7 separate regions of the Mus musculus genome follow, and all the other regions are linked to region 2. The links are chromatin contacts, called in public Hi-C, HiChIP or PLAC-seq and promoter capture Hi-C maps. All regions are on one chromosome and are shown on one strand. Each heading gives the region's core, a stretch centred on a gene start, on an enhancer-like site or on the middle of the called end of the contact. The rest is flanking DNA. Distances are from core to core; before and after follow the strand shown. Region 1 holds the start of C4bp (complement component 4 binding protein). Region 2 holds the start of Ubxn4 (UBX domain protein 4). Region 3 holds the start of Cd55 (CD55 molecule, decay accelerating factor for complement). Region 4 holds the start of Actr3 (ARP3 actin-related protein 3). Region 5 holds the start of Slc35f5 (solute carrier family 35, member F5). Region 6 holds the start of Dyrk3 (dual-specificity tyrosine-(Y)-phosphorylation regulated kinase 3). Region 7 holds the start of AA986860 (expressed sequence AA986860).

Region 1 (2,700 bases), core at 47-2,546, 2.4 Mb after region 2:
AGATCCCTGAAATGGAACTGATCTGAATGTCCCCTCTCTGGGGACTTAAATGTTACTAGAAGACATTGTGCAAGCTTCCAAAAAAAGGGGAAAGGCAACCAATAGTCCTACCCAGCTCTGATGCCCATGAATGCATCAATGACCAACATGATACAGTAACCCTAAGGGTGTAATAGTGGGACATATTGTTTGAAAGTAACCAGAAACTCTCTAATTGTATTTAAGGCCCATTCAACCATGTCTGTTGCTATAAACCTAGCTAACTAACTACTCAATGCTAGTGAAGTTCCAGTTATTAGAGAATCTACAACTACTAATTTACTAAGCCAGCATAATCTCTAACAACATTCTATAAATATTTATCGTCATACTCACATAGTCTTGAACCCCTCATCAGAAAACACACACACACAAAACAAAAAACAACAACAGAAAAACCCCAACTTCTCTTTGTAACAGAGGCCACCGCAGAAAACTACAACCAATCAAAATGCAGAGTTATGGGTCCCAGTTCTGATGTCTACATCTAAGAAACACTCCTGCACCTGAGAAGAAACTACAGAGGAGGTGGCAGAACGATTGTAGGATCCAAGGGTCCAAGGAATTTACTGTGAAATTGTGTCACCTAGCAACATCAGAAACTGTATCAGAAAAGTCTCACCAACATGACCTCCCAAACATGACCCAAACAAGAACACTGATGAACATACAAAACTAGACAGTGGAATCCCACGAGGCTTTGATTCTACACAAAGAACTATAGGCAACTGAGGAAAGCTGGTAGTAAGAGCTGTGGTATTTCCCATGGAAGATCCACAGCAATTGGTTTCCTAGCGCCAAATTATCAGCCCTGAAAACATACATAAAAGTAACATTATATGGACTGAACAGGTTGTATTTAGGAATAGATGCATGTGATAACAATTAATTTAAAAAAGGAGACTATATTTGAAAGAGAACAAGAAGGGCTGTATGGGAAGATTTGGAGAGAGGAAAAGGAATGGGAAAATGTAATTAAATTGTAATCTCAAAAATAATAAATAGAACACAGAGGAGCACACACTAAAGAACCTGATGACCAGCTTTACCCACAATGCCCCACCCAAGTGCTCAGTAGCCCACTGACCTGCAATAGCAGAGAAAGACTCTGTGGTGGTACTTGGATCTCTACTGTACTAGTTTCTCCCAAGATGAGAGTTGATCATATTATCCTAAAGCTGGCCAGTACTTGCTCCATCAAAAAAGCTTCTGAAGTCTACCCACGCAAGTGATCCTTGCATTCCACCCACACAAGTTTCTGGTTAAGCAGTTGAGTATGACGGACAGGGAGACAGTCTCCTCTGTCCCGGTGAATGATTAACAGACTAGAGCAGCAGTGTTTATTTAATCTCCTTCTCTCCCAGCCCTCATTCTTCATCATGTGTTGGAATTATTTATTTTCTTCTCTGCCAACCATTTCCCCTAAGTTAGAAGGGGACTTGGAATTTGATGCCAGAATTTTCTGTCTTTTCATAATCATAAGAGTTATGCATCACAAAATCCAACCAGCCTAGGAACCTTGAGTTGGAGTTCAGACCCACTCTGACTAAAATGATTCTCTTCCCAGGACTGCAGACCCACTCAGGGACGTTGGATCTGAGGATCTTACTCTTCACTGGTCTCCAGGCATCACCAGGAGCTACAATAGACACAGTATGTGTGTTGTTTATTGAGTTCCTGCTGTGTGCTGACCTGACTGGAACATACTCAGAGCTCCACAGATATTAGCAACTACCACTACCAGGCACCAAAGGATCTCCAGAAGTCAGTCTGACACTCGTCAATATTCAGAAAAATGTAATGAAGAGGCTAATTTATGTGTTTGCGATCACATAAATATACAGATAAAGTCAAGTCCTGAAATGGACCCTTAGTCTGTTAATAATAAGTTTAAAGATTTGTGTGCCCCAAGGATTGCTCTTGGAAAGCACTTCTGGACCAGTGAGATGGCTCTGTGGGTAAATGTGCATGTCATGAAGCCTAAAGACCTGAGTTTTATCCCCAGATTGAACCAATTCGTATATGTTGTCCTCTGACTACCACAAGCATGCCATGCCCCAAATGCCCCTCATATAAATAAATAATTGTAACTCTAAGTAGTAAAAATTAGTTCTTACCAGATGTAGTGTATAATCTTGTAACTGTAGCACTTGGGAGGCTGAGGCAGGAGGATTATGATTTCAAGATTAACCTGGGCTACATAGTAAGATCCTATCTCAGAAACCAAAGGCTGGAAATGCTGTTGGGTGGTAGAGCACTTGTCTGATATGTCCAAAATCCTTGGGTTGGATCAACATAGGGAAAAAAAATTTTTTTGACATCATAATTTATGCTCTGTAATAAACACTAATGGCCTCACAAATTGAGCTCCTCCGTGAAGTTTGACCAAGTTATAAGATTTGGGGTGCACCTTCACTGATAAGCAGAAATTACTGAGAGGAAAATGAGGAGGATATTAGAGGTAAAGAAAGCACAGCCACGTCACAAAGGTAAGAGACTGATTTAATGTGATAAGAGTCCATGTAAAAGCGATCCTATGAAGTCCCGGAAGCTGATTTGGAGGAAATACCGCCCTCAGTTCACTCTTCCAAATATCGTTTATCAGTATCTTCAAGTCCTTTTCCTGCTTTCTACTACGGTAAGCGCAGAGTTCTCTCTCCC
Region 2 (2,700 bases), core at 171-2,670:
GGTAGCTGTTTCCACGTCCTGCCACTAATGCTGCTTTGTATTAGTCACTTGTATCTGCCTTCGAAGCAGAAAAGGGATATCAAAGTAGTTAAATATATATATATATTTGAAGGAAGATAGGAGAAATTGGCCAATTTAAGCCAGATTAGATTATATTAAAGGCAGGTTTTTGGGAAACCGCTCTCGGTCGGCGAGTTCACTGGCCCCAAGGATCAAGGCCAAGGAAGTTGCCACCAGGGAGAGGGGAGCAGCTAGTGGAGGAAGATATATAGTAAGAGAGAAGGGGGGGGAGTGGGAATGGGCAAGGAGAGAGAGAGAGAGAGAGAGAGAGAGAGAGAGAGAGAGATCTGGACTGGGAAGTTCAAAGTTGGAGGCAGGGTATGGACTGAGGGATGCTGGGAGAACCTGGAGGCCAGGTCTGCTTTGGTGTGGAAAATATGCACCTCAGTCCCTTGTCCCCAAGTCCGAAACCAAACACTAGAAACTTGTGCAAATGTTTTTTCTTCCATTTTGATTTCGTATGCATCCATAAACCTTACATAGTTATTAATTTATTTTCTTACTGGCCTATACACAAGTTGATTCTACTCCATTTAGACTTTCTTTACTCTATCACTCAAGGAAACAACAGAAATATTTTCTTTACATGATATTCATACAAGTTAAGTACAGCCAGCCAAGATGGTACACGCTGGATGGTACAGGTAGGAGGATTGTCTTCACAGAATTAAAAATAAATAAGTTTTTTCAATAGCATAGCATAGTGGCTGAAGGTTTTACAATGTGATCCAGTTAGTAAATGCACATTATAGCCAAAAGCCAGCATTCTGCCACTTCGCTTACCCTTCAGATAAGGGGCCTATGTGGTACTGCGGGGTGGGAGGCGGGCGAGGAGGAACACTGTTGTACCTCTAGCCGGTCTTTTTCTTTTGTTTGTTTGGGGTTTTTGGTAAGTTGGTTGGTTGGTTTTTGTTTGTTTGTTTGTTTGTTTGTTATTCAGGGTCTCTGTACAAATCCTGACAGTCCGCGGAACTCACCTTGTAGACTAAGCTGTCCATCTCATACAGGCAGGCAGGCCTCTGCTTTCGGATTGCTGGGATTAAATGCGTGGTTTGCCACGCCCCTCTGAATCCCATCTTTTTCACAGGGTCAAATTAAATAAAAACCAAAGGCTTCGGGTCAAGCCCCGTAAAGCTTGTTTATTTGTGGAGCAGATTGCTTGCAGAAGTCAGAGGGTGACAGCAACTCGATACCTAGCATTTACTCTTACAGCGTTGATGTGCTCACTATGCTCACTCTCGCCATGCTTTGAGCCCACAGTTTACCTTTCCGCAAATTAACAAGCCTCGGAAGACTACAATTCCCAGGAAGCCTCACTGCAGGCGACGTCAACGTGCCGTAGCGGTTAGTCATCCTTCCTGATACTTCCTTCCACTTCCTGGAGTCGGAACCCGAGGCTTCGCGGGGGCGCGCACTTACGGACTTACCTAGCCGACCAGGCACCGGGGCGCGCGACCCCTGACGAGGAGTGTCGTCGTCACGTGACACAGGGGCGTACTTTTCTTGCCAAGCGCGCTCCGGTGCGCGTCCCCAGGGGGTGGCTGTCGGGCGTACGGGCTGGCTGGGTCCTCAGACCGGGGCCCGGATTAGCCGGTGGTTGCCGGGGCCACGAGGCCAAAGAACCAGGAGGGCGGGGTCGGCTGTGGCACCGCGGCGACGACACACCGAGCGAGCGCCTGGGCCTGAAGGGGACGATGCTGTGGTTCCAGGGCGCCATCCCGGCGGCCATCGCGTCTGCTAAGAGGAGCGGCGCGGTCTTCGTGGTGTTCGTGGCAGGTGACTGGGGAGAGGGCCCGAGAACGGTGGCGCTTTGATCTTGTTCTGGATTCTCGTTAGCGTCGAGTGAGCTAGGCAGGAGGAGCTAAGGTGGGCCGGGCTCAGACAGCCTAAGACCCTGTCGCCCAGTCCACTCGGTCTCTTCGGGGCCGCTCGTCTCCTGTCCGGGCCAGTACAGCTTTTTTTTTTTTTTTTTTTTTTTTTTATAAGGCTCCAGGCTTGCTCCGCTGCGGGGCCGACCCAGACGCCAAGCCTCTCCAGGCCGCGGGCGGGCCCAGTGCCACTTGGTGCTTCTGGGGTCTGTTGGGGACTCCGGCGTGACCTGTCTGCATCTGTGTGGGAAGCGCGTCCAGGCCCTGTCCCCAATCACTGAACCCTGCGAGGAGTCGCGCCCTGCAGGCCTTGGCAATCGGGTTGTCGCAGGCAGACCCCCCCCCCCAAGACCCCCAGCCCTGGTGTTCCCCTTCTTGGTCCTCTGGGATCTCCTCTTCTGGCAGCTTGGACCTTTTAATTCTTGGTGTGCGGGTGTGGTTGGGACAGGCCACTAGGCAGACAACTGGGTCTAGAAAGTTGTGAGCTGTCAAGAAAGCTGTGTCATCGGTAAGCCACAAAGAAACCACCTGATGTCTTAGAATGTTCCCGAAACATAAACTTGAGCTCACAGATGGTACTCTTTTATCATAGTACTCAGAGGGAACTGAGGTGCAATAATTACTTTATTACAAGTTGACCTTTTTTTTTTTTAACTTTTAACATAGTTTTTAAAGTACATACTCAGTCCTGATTCTTCCTCTCTTCTAACCTAAAATGTAGTTTTCCAGACATGTGCCAACTCATTTACCCCATATTGCTCTAAATCAGTTG
Region 3 (2,700 bases), core at 94-2,593, 2.2 Mb after region 2:
AGATAACATAGGGCTATATGTACAACAGATTTTTTTTTTTTGAAGTAAGACCTCAAAATGTCTCCCAAGACTTGTATCCATTACTTAACAAAATAGAGTTGAACAAGACAGATCACCAGGGTGTGTGTCTCAGGGTAATTGCCAAATATATTCACATATAATTTACTCCCTAAACAGTACCTATCATTTTTTTTCTCTACTAGCCTGTACAATAGAAAGAAAAACTCTTAATGAAGAAGCAGGACTTGCCATAGGAAGTACCGCCTTCAATTAGCTCGAGTGTAAACTGCCAACATGTATACCCTGGGGTTTAATAATGCTAGAAAACTATCAATTACCAGTCACTCCAAAGAGGCATAAAAATAACCTCAACGAGATCCACATTCCCAAAACTTTTCAGAAAGAGAAATGAAGAACTTACTCTCACAGAATGTTTCGTGGCTCGACCATTGGCCATTTTCAAGACAGACAACTATGTTTGACTTGTCTGGAACTTGTTTAAAGCCGTTATTACACGAGTATGCCACTTTGCTTTGCTCAGCAAACTTGGAGTGTCTGCCCAAGATTGGCCTGGCATTAGGAATGTCTGGAGGTGGGCCGCAGTCTCCTAGGAAGAAAAGAGCAGGTGTAAAACTGAAGTTGGCAAGGAGCTTTCTTTCCCCAGACCTGGAACAAGAGAAGCAGCAATGGCTCTTACCTTCCTGCCAGGGCTGAACTTGCCCCTCAGGAACTTGGAATGCTTGGACTCTCGTGAACACAAGACAAAAACTAAGTAGGGAGTAAATTCCCACCCGCCTTGAGTCGTTCAGAATCTACTTAATATCCACAGGAACACTGCAGCGAGCAAGGCGCGAGATAAGACACCCGGTAGCTGCTCGCGACCAGTCTCTCACCGGCGCAGGTGGCCAGCCATCTAGCTTCCACCTTAAGAATAAAAGAGCCAGGAGCAGGGTTGGAGATTCGCACTCAACCCTCCCTTTTGGTGTTGCCACGGTCTCTGATCGCGGAGGGGATCCAGTCACAGCCCAGATAGCCCAGCATTCCACCCCCATCCCTCCCGCTGGCCGCCGGCACCCAGCAGCGGAGCCCCCAGTTACTGGGACACAATGTCTGCTGAGCATGCGCCCCCTGGCGGGCAGCCAGCCGGTCGTCGCGCATTGGCCACTCACCGCGTACAGTTGGGGACAGCAGCAACAGAGACAGCGACAGCAACGGCAGCAGCGGAGGCGGCGGTGATGGCCGAGTCCTAGGCGCCCGCCCACGGATCATAGCCCCAGGTAGAAGAGACCTTGCCCGGCTGCGGCTGGAGCTGTTTTGAGCCGCAGTTAATTGAGCAGCTGTGGCGGGGCGGGGCAGGGCCCTCGTCACCCTGGGTGGGGCAGCCTGCGTGCAAGAGGGCGTTCCCTCATTAATGAGGGCGGGTGCCTGGCCTCTAGCTTCACCCAGGGGACCTAGTTGTCCGGCGGGAGTGGGGTCTGGGGTCTGGGGGAGTACCTTCTAAAGGAGGGCGCTTCACTCCCCCAGTACTCTGTGTCAGCACTCTGCTCCAGCAGAAAGCTACCCACACTCCCAACTCTGGTGTGCTGAGTGCTTGCAAAGGGAAGGGTAGGCGCGGTGGAATTCCTGAGCCAGAGGGAGCTGAGAAATAGGGAAACACCCAGGACCCCTGTGGCTTCAGCTGGAAGATGTCAGATGGGAGGGTGGGAGCTGCTGACCAAGAGTGTGTCTCCTAGGTCTCACCATGGTGTCAAAACAGAAAATAGGATAGGATCCAAGAAAACAGGGAGGGATCAGCCTGCCAGAACCGGTCACAAACAATATGCAGAGATCTAGGGAGCTTGGCTGAGGTTTTTCAGACCCTATCTGGGTGAGGAGTCACCTTCTTAGCCCTGGTTATAGATATGGACCAAGGATACCACCTGAATTCGACTTTGGGATTATTTCAGTCCTGCTATGAAATAGAATTCAGGAATAAATAGTAGAGCTTAAGAAAAAGATTTATTTCGTGGTGTGAAGAACAGTGACAAACAAAGCGATCCACACATTGGAATCACACCAGAGCATTAAATTAATTAATTGAAAAAGAAAAGGAAAGAAAAGAATGCAGAAGGTGAAGCTGTGCATGGAATAAACTGAACCTCTCTTGAGGACAGCACTAGGAATTAGGATTATTTGGTATTGGCTGGTCACTGTGCAACCCGGTTTATGAAGCCCCACATGCGTGTGATATCCAGAGTAAAGAGCCATGTACCACACCATGTGTCTCCTGCAAATCCCCACCGGGAGGGTCGAGGTGGGAGGAAGCAGAGGTAAGTTGCCACAGGCCCTCATGTAAAAAGCCCCAAAGTGCTCCCCTTTGTGTGTCTGGGTCTGGTTAGCAGTGTCCCACTATGAATTCCCTTTTTATATAGGTGTTTTACCCAACTGGTGAAATCCCTCACCAGAAACTCAGCCTTCAATGGTAGACCAGTTGTGGGAGTGTTTGTCATATACTGATAACCATTCCTAAAGTTTTCTTGTGGTTCCTTATTGGTTAGTGTGAGCTTTTGAAGAGCAAACTGGTTTTTAACAAGTGTTTTCTTCTGATTCTTGCTTACTTAGTTACCCAAGCACCGTGTTTTCCTGTTGCCGAGATTACAGGAAAGGGTTGCTTTATAGGTGTTTGTTGAAATCTAACAGTATTTAAGGGTTCTGGAGTTG
Region 4 (2,700 bases), core at 182-2,681, 2.8 Mb before region 2:
TCACTACCCAGAGCAAGTTGTAACTCTTGACAAGGTTCATTAATACAAAACCACTACTTTAAAGTCATTTTAGTCAACCACACTACTATCAGAAACAATTACTTTAAATCAAACACATTCCTTTATACCCCCTTTCAGTTTTCAAGACACAGTCACAAAACGAACGTGAACAAACGTTTAGGTTCCAGGGTGCGTCCCTTCTCTCCCCTCTGTCTCCCTCCGTGGACACACAAGAACATTTTTTTTTCTAGTTCAGACATATTGATACCTACCACTCATAATGTACTCTTTATGCAACCTGCTTAATTTTGAAAGTTCTAATAAGACGTGGTAACGTTCGAGACGAAAAACTACCTTATAAGGCTATAAAAGACGGAAAGCAGGAAGCGGCTTTGACAAAACTAAGGAAGTTGCAGCGCGCTTGCTCACCAAGGGACTTTTTTGAGGCAAGAGCTATAACCCCCGTGAGATCCTCCTCGCTGGAACTGACTTGGTTCAATGGGTAGTGGGAGATGGCTACGAATGGGTGTGGGCGGAAACCAGGCGGCGCGTGGGTCCGCTGCAAAAGCCCCCCATGCTAGCTTCCCATTTTCACAGCCTGGTTCGTCGCTCTCCCCACCCACACGCCCTAAGAGATCGAGAGTTGTCACCGCGATCTTGCAAAATCTGCAAGGAGCGCTTCTCTCTCTCTCTCTCTCTCTCTCTCTCTCTCTCTCTCTCTCTCTCTCTCTCTCTCTCTCTCTTTTCCTTGCTCCTAGGTCTGGAGGTCCTCGGTGGGTGCCCTGCTTCACAGGCAGCAAAGGGGAGAGAAGGGAAAGGACAGCCAGGTGGGCCAGACGGCCTCCTCGGAAAGGAAGGGCCTGGAAAAGATCTCTGTCCCGGGAGGCTCCCGGCACCACCCCTCGCCAGTCTGGCCGGCTCCCCCCATTCATCTCCCTCCTCCGCCCGTCCCCGGCCTCAGTCTCCCCCACCCCGAAGACCCGCCGTACCCCGTGCCACAGTCCACCACACAGGCCGGCAGCCGTCCCGCCATCTTCCTCCTCGCCCGCCGCTGCCGTCCGTTCCGTGCTGCTGAGAGGCCGGGGAGCTAGAGATGGGAGCTGGCTGACCATGCACCGGCCCGGGCCGCCCTCGGTCGGGAGGGAGGGAGGAAGGGAGGGAGCTGTGGGAAGCCCGAGCAGGAGCGAGTGAGCAGTCGGCTAGTACTTCCGCAAGCCCAGCAGGCTGGCCGGCCGGCAGGCTGGCTGTCCCCGCCCTACCCTGCCGCGGCCTCCTCCTCTACCCCTCCGCTCTCCGCCCTCCTCCTCCTCCTCCTCGCTCCCGCCCCCACCCTACAACTTCTTCCCCCTCGCACTGCCTTTCCGCGGGGAGCCAAGATGGCCGCCGCTGCCGACGCCCCGGCCAGGCCAGGCCCCAGGCCGCGATCGCTCCCACTTCCGGTTCCGGGTGGGAGGAGCGAGCACGCGCGCGCGTGCGTGCGATGTACTGTGCGGCCGCCCGGCCCCGGCTCCCTTCCGGATAGCCAGAAAGTCCACTTTGGGTTTTCAAATAGCTGGAAGCCCAGAAGCCAAGCTGAGCTTGAAGGGGGTCCAGAAGCGGCTACGCATGCGCAGTGGCGCGCAGCTGTGGGTCGCGGCTCCGCTTCCGACTTGCGAAGATTCCAGTTCGCATTTTCTGGCCGGTGGCAGCCCAGAAGTCAGGCAGTTATTTAGTTAGGAAGCTGGCTTTTGGTGGTGGTGGGTGTTGAGTGTGTTTCTTCTCTGCTAACTTGAGCCATGGGCAGGAGGCTTTCTACTGTGGGGTGAAGGGCTAATTGGAAACGTGGTCAGCGGCATGTCCCCATAATCGCTGTAGGTGAGCAGTCAGAAAAGGGATGTGTCCTGAGATTTATGTCAGTTATACTATTGCATTGTAGTTTGCAAGCTCCCCAAAATGGTGGGCCTTTGCTTTTAAGACAGGCAAGGATCCAAGACGTTAGGTTGAACAATAACAAACCCACCTTCTTCAGGGTTTGGGGATTCCTGTGTGTCTTCCAAGAAAGGCAAGTGTTGGATCAGTGACATGGCTTAGCAGGTAAAGATGCTTGCACTCACTAACCTGAGTTTGAGCCCTTGGAGATCCACATGCTGGAAGGAATGAAAAGACCCCCACAAGTTGTTCTTTGATTTTGCGCACATCCTCCCCCTCATAAGAAAATATAAAACAAAAATTAAAAAATCAAGTTTCCCAGAGGTTATGCTCTACATAGCCTGTACAAATGGCCTTTATTTGGGTTTTGGGGTGATGATAAACTTCTTTCAAGAGTAGTGAGATTATCTCCGGCCTTTAAGAAAGGCCAGTGTCCCAGAGGTTGTGTTCTACAAAATAGACTCTGTGCAGGTGGCCTCTATTCCGGTTGAAGTGACAATGAATTTCCTTCTGTGGAGTGCTGTTAACGTGATACCAACTTTTTCTAGTTGGAAAAAAAAAGAAAAAGAAAAAGAAAGAAAGATGAGAAAAAGATATGTATTTTTTTACATCACAGACTTAAAAAGTAATACTTTTAAAACTTGAATACATCAGAGTAACATAGAAAGCTTAAAGTATGTTGCTGGGTCATCTCCCAGGGGATTAGGCAAAATCAATGTGCAGTAGAACCTGAGAATTTACTTTCTCATCAGCAGGAACCTGGAAAGTTAATAGCTTTCCTTCCCAACAGGC
Region 5 (2,700 bases), core at 198-2,697, 2.7 Mb before region 2:
TGACCAAGCCCAGCTTTTTACATGGGCGCTAGGGATCTAAACTCAGGACCTCATGCTTGCACAGCAAGGACTTTTGTCCACTAAGTTATCTCTCCTGTTCCAGCAGTGGGTTTCTCAGTGACTAGAAGTGTTTGATGCCAGGAGTTTTTTAGAATCCGACCAGATCACAAAATGTCCATCTTAATTTTAGTCATAAGACTTTGTAGACAAAGTTAAAAGAGAAGGATGAAACACAGTGACTACATGAGAAAAAAATATTTCCTTGCCTCATTTGATAAAAATGCTAACAATGCAATTGTGGCTACAGAAGCCTTAAGTCTCGTGTTAATCTAAATATAAATCAGGATCCTGGCCAATTTTTCAATTTTATGGGAGCTTCAATACCCATAAAACAAAAACCCATGGTTAGCATCTGTGGAGGTCTTATGTGTCACAGGCTGAACTGATTTGTTTGAGAATGTATGTATACTGGGTGTAAACATACAGCCGAGGCACTCACATGGTTTTATGGCTTTGTTTTTGTTTTTTTCTTCCCATAAAAAAAGTGAGGGCCAGGGAGATGAATAACCTGGTCTACAACTTCTAACTGCAAGAATGAAGCTCTAGTTTACGGACAAAAACGATCTAGGAATCCAACGGGGCGCCAAGCTACACTGCCTGATTTTAGAAAGGGCTACTGGAAAATGCTTGCTTAAACACTGGAAGAAATGGTGCAGTCAGCTTTCGCTTCAGGGCGGGGCAGTGGGGAAGTCTGGCAGCCTTGCCAGGGCTGGGTTCTCCCTCTTCTAGACATCCCCGCCCTCTCCGCTCTGTTCTCTTCCCTTCTCTGTTCCTTCGCGCCACTGTCACGACTCCAAGCCACAAGCCTGTTCAAGGCTGGCGTCCACACTACGGCAACAAGAACCAGGAAACGTGCCCTCCCCCGGTCCGAAGTCGCGTCCGGCGTGACGTAACCTGCGCGCCCGCAGTCTTTGGGCTAGGGGGCGGGGCCGCTGAAGCTGACTGGACAGGGGCGGGGACTGCCGGGCTGTCTGGGGGGCGGGGCTCTGGGCAGACCACCCAGGCCTAGGGTATGGATTGTCAACTGGGGGAGGAGGCAGAATGGACGCCGGGTGGACGAACTGAGAGCTGAGCTTGACCGGTTGACTCACTGAGTGATGGGGAGGATGTCACCTAGTTGGTGGACAAGCTGGGGGCCTAGAGTCTCCAGGATGGGGTCCAGGGTACCCGGAGCGGTTCCTGTCTACCGGGATGCGCTGCCAGGTTCGCTACCCAGGGGCGGAGCTTGACTGGGATCTCGCCTAGCTAATTGCTCAAAGGGCAGCTCTAGGTGGTCAATAGGTCGGGGGTGGAGTCTGACTGGCTGACGGGCAGGAGGCGGGGCCTGCCGGTTGGCCAGCCGTGGGATGGGCTTGTTTGGCCAGCAGTGGGCGTGGCCTGGCTGGCTGACCGGCCGGGGGCGGGGCCTGGGCCGCGGCCGCAATCCGGGCCTCCAGGACTCTCGCTGCCAGCGCCGTCCGGTGGCCTGGGTCACTCCCCTCCGTCGGGGCCGAGTGCTGTGACAGCCGCGGCCTTGAGCCGAGGGGCAGCGCAGCTTCTTAAGTTGGGCTTGCTGTGGGGCACGATGCTGGGGTCTGTGCGTGCGGTGTGAGGCGGCGGCTCTGGGCGGCGGGCCGAGCCGGGGCCGCTCATGGTGCCGCCACGACTCCATCGAGGGGCAGGAAGGCCAGGTAGGCGGTGGGCCGGCGTCCGCGGCCAGGGAGGACGGGTCAGAGTTCTCACGCCCCTCACGAGGCAAGAGGCTGGGTTTTCCTCATGTCTTTCCCTCGCCAAGGGGCGGCTTCCCTGTGCCAGCTGTTTTCTGTCGTGACTGGGCGGGTGGGGAGCGAGGATGATCCTGGTTCTCACGTGAGGGGAGTGGACCCTCGCACATCACTTCCTGTCAGCGAGCTGAATCCCCTGGAGATGGGGGGGTAAGGACACGCGTGTCTAGACTGCCAGGGGCGGATGTCCTGAAGGGAGAATCTAGAGAGTTCTGTTTATGAGACTTCGAGGATCCGTTTACAGCACTCTTCAATGTGCCATATGTGGAATCTTCTTCTCTCTCTCTCGTTTTTTTTACCCGCCTGGTACCCAGGACCTCTTTGAGTATAACCTTTTATTTTTGGGGGGCTGGGAGGTGTCAGGTCGGGGACAGGTCTTAGGTATCCGAGACTGGTCTCAAAAATCACTTTGTAGCCAAGGGTAACCTTGAACTTCTGTCTTCTGCCTTACAGGCATGCACCAGCACACCAGGCTTATGGCCTGGTTCCGCACTCTACTAGCTGAGCGACACCGCTAGCATGGGATTTCTTGTTTGTATTTGTTTTGCTGTTGTTATTATTTTGTGACACAGTCTCATATGGCCCATGCTGGCCTTGAACTCAGTATGTATTCTGACTGACTTTGATCTTCTGATTCTCTGGTTTCCCCTCCCCCCACACCCCACACTTTCCAAGTGCTAGGATTATAGACACGTGCCACTGTGCCCAGTTTGGGAAGTGTTTGGGATGCAACCCAAGAACTCATGCATGCTAGGCAAGCATTGCACTACTAAGCTACATGTCCCCAGGGTGGCTTCTGTTGCATACATTTTGATAGTCCTTGAAGGTGAAGAGTGGAAAAGATGTGATTTTACACTTGAACTTTCCCTAAGCGTTA
Region 6 (2,700 bases), core at 136-2,635, 2.9 Mb after region 2:
AGCTACATAATAAAGAGACCCTGTCTCTAACTAACAAATAATAAGTAATCGAATGCTGTTCAAAAAATGAGGGACTACCAATTAACTTGAACTGAATAAGAAACCTAAAAGCAGAAAGAAATAAACATAACATAGAGGTTTGTTTTAGAATGCAAGTCTAACACCTCTATTCTAGTTTCAGCCCCTGGCTGTGCTACCTTCCCCCTCTGAACAGCCTCACAGGTAAATGGGAAGAAAAGGACGTCTACACTCTCAGACTACAAGAAGAGAAGACTAGCAGAACAGCTGTCTTCTCTTCATTATTTTATGCACCCATTTACAGCTAAGCTAACTAGTGAAAAAAGGCAGCCAACAGGAACCCACCCGATGCTTTGCTTTAAGTTACACGATGTACCAAATCTCTCTTCTGTTCCCACTTCATTTCCTGGCATATGGAGATATTTAAAATGCTAAAGGACTACAGAATGGTTCTGTCTTTACACTGTGGGTCCTCCACAGTGAAGGCACACAAACAATGGGCAGGATTTACTAAAGCCACAAGATGGCCTTGAATAATGCATTTTATCTGCTCCCAAGACTACGGATTTGCGGGTCACTCTGGTCACCGGTTCATGTTACCATCTCAGATTATATACTACTAACACAACCATGACTAGGTAACATTTTTCATTGTCTTTAAAAAAAATATCTTTTCAGTCACTTTTGAGATCTGTCTTATTAAAAAAAAATACTTATAGAGTTTAACACAAGTGTTAAAGGAATAAAGGAGGGCTTTAAAAACATCCCACAAGAAATTAAAATATCTTCTAAAAAATATATTGAGGTTCAGACAATGTTTTGATAACAGGCAATTTTCTAGACAGGTCCGGCCTCTGCCATACTGCACGATGAAACACACCAGCACCGCATCTGCAGAGTAACAGCCAGACGCGAACGAGCGGATTGGGTTCCTTTAGCCAGGGCCCGATGCGGAGGGGGAAAGGGACCCCCCCCCAAAAGCGGCACATGGGGAACAAGGTCCCGGGTCTCTGCTGCTCCACCCCAGGGCCAGGGCGGGCTGGGCAGACTCTCGGAGCAACAGGGCGCAGGTCTTGCGCGCAGGTCCCAGACCCAGCTCTCCGGAGGCCGCGCCGTCCCGCCCGCCCTCCCCCGCCCTTCCCGCTCACCGCGCTGATGGACAGGCAGCCCAGACCCGCAAGGAGTCCTCCCGCTCCTACCCGGGCGCCGTTACCTCCGCTGCTGCGGCGGGAGCCCGGCCCCCGGCAGCGCCGCGTCCTTCCTCCCGCGATCGCGGGCTGCGCCTCCCATCGCGAGCTCGCCCCGCGGACACAGAGGCGGCGGTTGGCCCGGTGGGTCGCCTCCAGCACCGCACCTGCTGGCTTCGCTACAAGACGAGGCTGGGCACTGGGCTCGCGCGGTCCGCAGGGAGACCACGCGGGAGCGGCCGCGTCGCTTAGCAACCGCGCACGCCCTGCCGCGCCTGCGCAACGCCGCCTTGGAGGGAGCGGGGAGGAGGCGGAGCGAGGGGCGTGCTGTTCCTGGGTGGTGTGCTCGCAGTTCTTTTTGCAAAAGAGGAAACTGGCTTGGAACCTACGCTTCTTCGTATTCACCTAGCCGTGAAACCAAACATGGGAGTATCAGCAGCACAGCCTGCCTGCTCAGCAGACCGCTTGGAGAGCTCTGCGCATCTTTAATATGTGAAAGCGTACCTCACTCTTTCTGAGAAGTACCGTCCATGTTAAGTCTATTTCGACAGTTAAAATGGAAGTGAAAAGAAAGGCTGTTAAGCCACAGAAGTGGCGGTTGTGTTGAGCTTGGTGCCCATCAGATTTCCTAAGGCTGCAAAACTCCTCTGCAAGAGCGGATTTGATTCCCAACACGGTCGTGGCAGTTCACAACCATCCATAACTCTAGTCCCGGGGTGTTTAATGCCCTCTTCTGACATCTGAGAGTAGCAGGCACGTATGTGGTGCACAGGCATAAACTCATACACATAGGATGAGCCCATTGGATCTATGAGAACAAAACAAAACAAAAACCAAAGGTTCTTCCACGCATCGGTGGCGCACGCCACCTGGTGCACACTGGAAATTATTTCATAGAGCATAATTCCACGAATCTTCAAATGTCCAACCGAGGCTCCTTTTGGGGTTCGTAAAAGTCACAGTCCCTGTTCTCAGAAGATCCACACTCTATTTGCAGCTAAGAATCTGTCCATTTGGGACACTTTATTTTCATCTGTTCAGTGTTGACTTAGCCTGTGATATAAGTAAAAATGTTTTCTTCAATGATGATCTTTTAGAAGTTTTCTGTCTCTCTTTCATCCACAACCAGTGCAATCTTACTTTCCTAGGGTTTTTGTTTTTAAATTGGGCTCTTTGACTCTTGTTTGTAGACAGAGTTCCATGGCAACAAAGGCACCTCCCCCGCTCCAAGATTACAAAATTCTACTAACTGATCCTGCTCTCAGGACTTCTAAGAGGTGAACACCCCAGACTACTACCGGAAGGGTTGGTTGGGACTTGCCTGGACATGTTTAATTACCTCATTTCGAATCACTGCAAGTCTTCCCTTCTGTCTTTAAGGCGCATCTTCTAGAGCCAAGCTAAAGCCTTCCTGTTCTACTTGCCTCCAGCGGGTTAGGGGAGTAGATACAGAGGCTGCCTTTGTCTTTAGTAGGTTATTTCCCTAGTAAGGGAG
Region 7 (2,700 bases), core at 58-2,557, 2.5 Mb after region 2:
GGCATACAGTGTGACCAGCTGGCCGGAGCATCTACCACCAGGACCTCCCAGCACGGTGTGCCATTGAACTGAAACCCAAACAAGTCCTTCCTCCTTTACATTGCTTTCACCAGAGCATCCAGTCACAGAATCGGGAACAGTAACTGTGAAGCAAGCTGGGAGTGGACAATCTGGATTAAAATATCTGCTCTACTACTACTTGGGAAATATCAGGCATGTCATTTAACCTCCTGGTGAGGTGTGGGCTGTAAGAATTGGGCAATGCTTCTAAGTTGGAGCAAAAGTTAAATAAGACATAGAAATGCTTAAGGTAATAGCCAGCATACAGCAGGGGCTTAAACTGAGTGGTTCGTGCATGAGGTATTTTGGTTTGGTTTTTCTAATTTTTCTTTTCTTTTTGCTGCTGGCAAGTGATACACCTTTAAAAGTTGAAGGTTACTGGGGATGGCCTATATTCAGCCTATATTCAGGGAAATAGCAGAACTGCTGTCTGGCAAGTGGCCTCTGTACCTGGAGGTGATTTCTTCCAGGAAGCAGGAGGCTCCCTGACCTACTCTTTTCCATAAGCATGCCAGACATTTCCCCTCAAAAGAAGTACTTGCTAGACTGGTTGGCAGCTGACTTTATTTTTGTTTAATATCTATTGCCACCTTCTCGAAGCAGCCAAAAGGGACCAGAGACCCAAATGACAGAGTTCAAGTGCTATATCTCCTTTTTGGCTGATCAAGCTTTTTTTTTTTTTTTTAAATCCGGAAAATACCTCCTATAGGAGAGAGAGAGAGAGAGAGAGAGAGAGAGAGAGAGAGAGAGAGATTAGTTTTATTTCCCCAGAAACAAAAAAGCCAGGACAGTTGTCAGCAAGCTCTGGGGACTGGGTGACTCAGCTACATCCCTAACCTTGAGACCCTTGAAACCTCTTCTGGATATGAAACTGTCAATGACTGAGCAGTTAGAAAAGCTGGTTACAAAATTAGGCACCAGAATGGCAGGCAGTCTGGAGAATACTTTCAGCTTCAAGTGGAGGAAGGCTTGTCTAAACAACAAATCCGGTTCTCAGTGGGCCCATAGAGCGCAGCAGACTGATGCGTTCCTTTCAAGACGGAAAGTCGAGTCCCATTGATCTGCCTCCACCCTGCCAAACTCTCTTTACTCTCCTTCCACTCAGCTCAAACCAGCTCCAGCCTTCTACCACGCCTACCCTTTCTTTGTAGCAGTTCATTGGCTCTCTAAGTAAAGAGGGGGTGGGGTGGGGAGGCGGGGGCAGGAGGTGATTGACCAAGACAGAGAAGCACCTCCTGGCTGATTCCCCTCCTGAGTCCTCCCTGACTGAACAGCTGGAATGAGGAGTAGGGAGGGAAGCTAGGATTGGCTTAGAGTCAGTAGCAGGGTGTGTCCATGCAGCGCGGGTGAAGCTTTTACCTGTCTAGGTAAGTCAGGAGGAGGTCAAAGGAAGAAACCAGTAGGAGACACGGCCTGAGAGGCAAGCGGTCTCCATCTCTGCCCTCTGGAATAGAAGGGCATTACGTTCTTGTCTTCAGACCCCAACCCAGAGAAGGTGAGTCAATCACTAACCAACTATTGCTTATTCTGCAGCAAGGGAAAAGCTTTTAAGGGAAGGCAAAGCTATATATAGGGCTGTGCTGGGGAGTGCTGTAAGAGTGTCTGACCCTTTACACCGGACCTGGGGTTTTCAATCTCTGTTGATCAAATCTCTCCGTTAGCCTGAGATTTTCCAGAATTGGAATATTTTTATGGAGGACCGGGGGACATCTCTTCCGTTTCTTTATTTAACTTACATAATCATATTGAACAAACAGAAGCCAGACCCAGGCATGGTGGTATCCACCCATAATCATAGTACTCTGAAGATGGAGGATGGAAAGTTTGAAGCCAGGCTGCTGGGAAATACAGCAAGTTCCAGGCTAGCCTATCCTACCTGGAAAGACCTGACTCAAAAAAAAAAAAAAAAAAAAAAAAAAAACCAACAACAAAATCCACCTTTTCCTAGAATTTGGAAATTTCCATCTCTAGAGCACTAAGATGAAGTAGTGATTTTGAAAGGGATGGAGTGACTGGATAATTGGAGCACAGGGAGTCAAATGGAGGGGAGGGTCATGTGAGTGAGCCAGGTACCTTAGTTTTCCATTCCATTTGTAAAAGGAAATTCTCCATGGCTCAGTGTCTATCTTTATTTAAATAAGGGGTGCAGTGTGTGTGTTAGTTGATAATGGCGCACTCTGTGCAGATATGTAAAGTCTGAACCGAGCTAGATTATTTGCAAGGAGAATTGAGGCTTGGAAATATGGAGGAAACTCCAACTCCAGCTAGCATTTTATCTTTGGAAAACCCACAAATATTCTAACTCCGATCAAATTTACTCAGGGTCTACTAGCTAGTTAAATCTCTGATTTTACCTGTTGATCGATGTAGACCAAAAAAAAAAAAAAAGTTACTTGGCCATGCTGGGCCTCACCCACATTTTATTTCATCTCAACATACCAAACCTAGCCAGACTTCCAACTGGGGCTCAGGTCAGAGTGATGCGGCAGAGTCCATAGGAGTAGAGGCTTGGGTGGGGCTTATGCTTCGTGTTTCTTCAGATGTCCCTGTGGACACAAAGTGTAGCTGGAGCATCTGTCTAAAGAAGCTGCCACGGAAGTGCAGTCAGGGGAGCAATAAGCTCGCTCCCATCAGCACGGA

Evidence for each region. Promoter capture Hi-C pulls out the DNA fragments that hold promoters and counts their contacts. Hi-C and Micro-C count contacts between places; a contact is called where the count stands out from the background. HiChIP or PLAC-seq counts read pairs in DNA pulled down with a chosen protein or histone mark.
Region 1: a contact with region 2 is called in a promoter capture Hi-C map of liver, with 4 times the contacts expected there. The contact joins the promoter of C4bp here to the promoter of Ubxn4 in region 2. A contact is called at or near these places in 2 of 39 promoter capture datasets (both in liver).
Region 3: a promoter capture Hi-C map of embryonic stem cells shows a contact between it and region 2, with 3 times the contacts expected there. The contact joins the promoter of Cd55 here to the promoter of Ubxn4 in region 2. A contact is called at or near these places in 2 of 39 promoter capture datasets (embryonic stem cells and pre-B cells) and 2 of 115 datasets of contacts at active chromatin or transcription factors (embryonic forebrain and thymic regulatory T cells).
Region 4: a promoter capture Hi-C map of pre-B cells shows a contact between it and region 2. The contact joins the promoter of Actr3 here to the promoter of Ubxn4 in region 2. A contact is called at or near these places in 5 of 39 promoter capture datasets (the C10 cell line, hippocampal neurons, liver and 2 more), 1 of 484 Hi-C or Micro-C datasets (uterus), 3 of 115 datasets of contacts at active chromatin or transcription factors (astrocytes, bone marrow-derived dendritic cells and thymic regulatory T cells) and 1 of 9 other capture datasets (adipose tissue).
Region 5: a Hi-C map of muscle stem cells shows a contact between it and region 2, with 4 times the contacts expected there. The contact joins the promoter of Slc35f5 here to the promoter of Ubxn4 in region 2. A contact is called at or near these places in 2 of 39 promoter capture datasets (liver and pre-B cells), 2 of 484 Hi-C or Micro-C datasets (muscle stem cells and uterus), 2 of 115 datasets of contacts at active chromatin or transcription factors (astrocytes and stem cell-derived neural progenitor cells) and 1 of 9 other capture datasets (adipose tissue).
Region 6: a contact with region 2 is called in an H3K27ac HiChIP or PLAC-seq map of embryonic stem cells, with 8 times the contacts expected there. The contact joins the promoter of Dyrk3 here to the promoter of Ubxn4 in region 2. A contact is called at or near these places in 2 of 39 promoter capture datasets (hippocampal neurons and liver) and 3 of 115 datasets of contacts at active chromatin or transcription factors (embryonic stem cells, epiblast stem cells and extraembryonic endoderm stem cells).
Region 7: a contact with region 2 is called in a promoter capture Hi-C map of liver, with 2.8 times the contacts expected there. The contact joins the promoter of AA986860 here to the promoter of Ubxn4 in region 2. A contact is called at or near these places in 4 of 39 promoter capture datasets (hippocampal neurons, liver and trophoblast stem cells), 1 of 484 Hi-C or Micro-C datasets (muscle stem cells), 2 of 115 datasets of contacts at active chromatin or transcription factors (the NIH/3T3 cell line and astrocytes) and 2 of 9 other capture datasets (adipose tissue and pancreatic islet).

Annotation. Positions count from the first base shown.
Region 1 is chr1:130,660,322-130,663,021 of GRCm38.p6, forward strand. It overlaps C4bp (complement component 4 binding protein), which reads right to left and starts at 1,297. Exons shown (of 10, transcript NM_007576.3): 1 at 1,127-1,297.
Region 2 is chr1:128,242,717-128,245,416 of GRCm38.p6, forward strand. It overlaps Ubxn4 (UBX domain protein 4), which reads left to right and starts at 1,421. Exons shown (of 13, transcript NM_026390.3): 1 at 1,421-1,836. The coding sequence starts at 1,755. It overlaps Gm41949 (a long non-coding RNA gene), which reads left to right and starts at 1,843. Exons shown (of 2, transcript XR_878509.3): 1 at 1,843-1,926; 2 at 2,047-2,700.
Region 3 is chr1:130,461,401-130,464,100 of GRCm38.p6, forward strand. It overlaps Cd55 (CD55 molecule, decay accelerating factor for complement), which reads right to left and starts at 1,344. Exons shown (of 10, transcript NM_010016.3): 1 at 1,170-1,344; 2 at 422-607. The coding sequence starts at 1,269.
Region 4 is chr1:125,434,296-125,436,995 of GRCm38.p6, forward strand. Actr3 (ARP3 actin-related protein 3) reads right to left here and starts at 1,432. Exons shown (of 12, transcript NM_023735.2): 1 at 990-1,432. The coding sequence starts at 1,033.
Region 5 is chr1:125,559,555-125,562,254 of GRCm38.p6, forward strand. It overlaps Slc35f5 (solute carrier family 35, member F5), which reads left to right and starts at 1,448. Exons shown (of 16, transcript NM_028787.5): 1 at 1,448-1,730. The coding sequence starts at 1,691.
Region 6 is chr1:131,136,849-131,139,548 of GRCm38.p6, forward strand. Dyrk3 (dual-specificity tyrosine-(Y)-phosphorylation regulated kinase 3) reads right to left here and starts at 1,386. Exons shown (of 3, transcript NM_145508.2): 1 at 1,232-1,386. The coding sequence starts at 1,308.
Region 7 is chr1:130,730,669-130,733,368 of GRCm38.p6, forward strand. It overlaps AA986860 (expressed sequence AA986860), which reads left to right and starts at 1,308. Exons shown (of 4, transcript NM_177604.3): 1 at 1,308-1,555.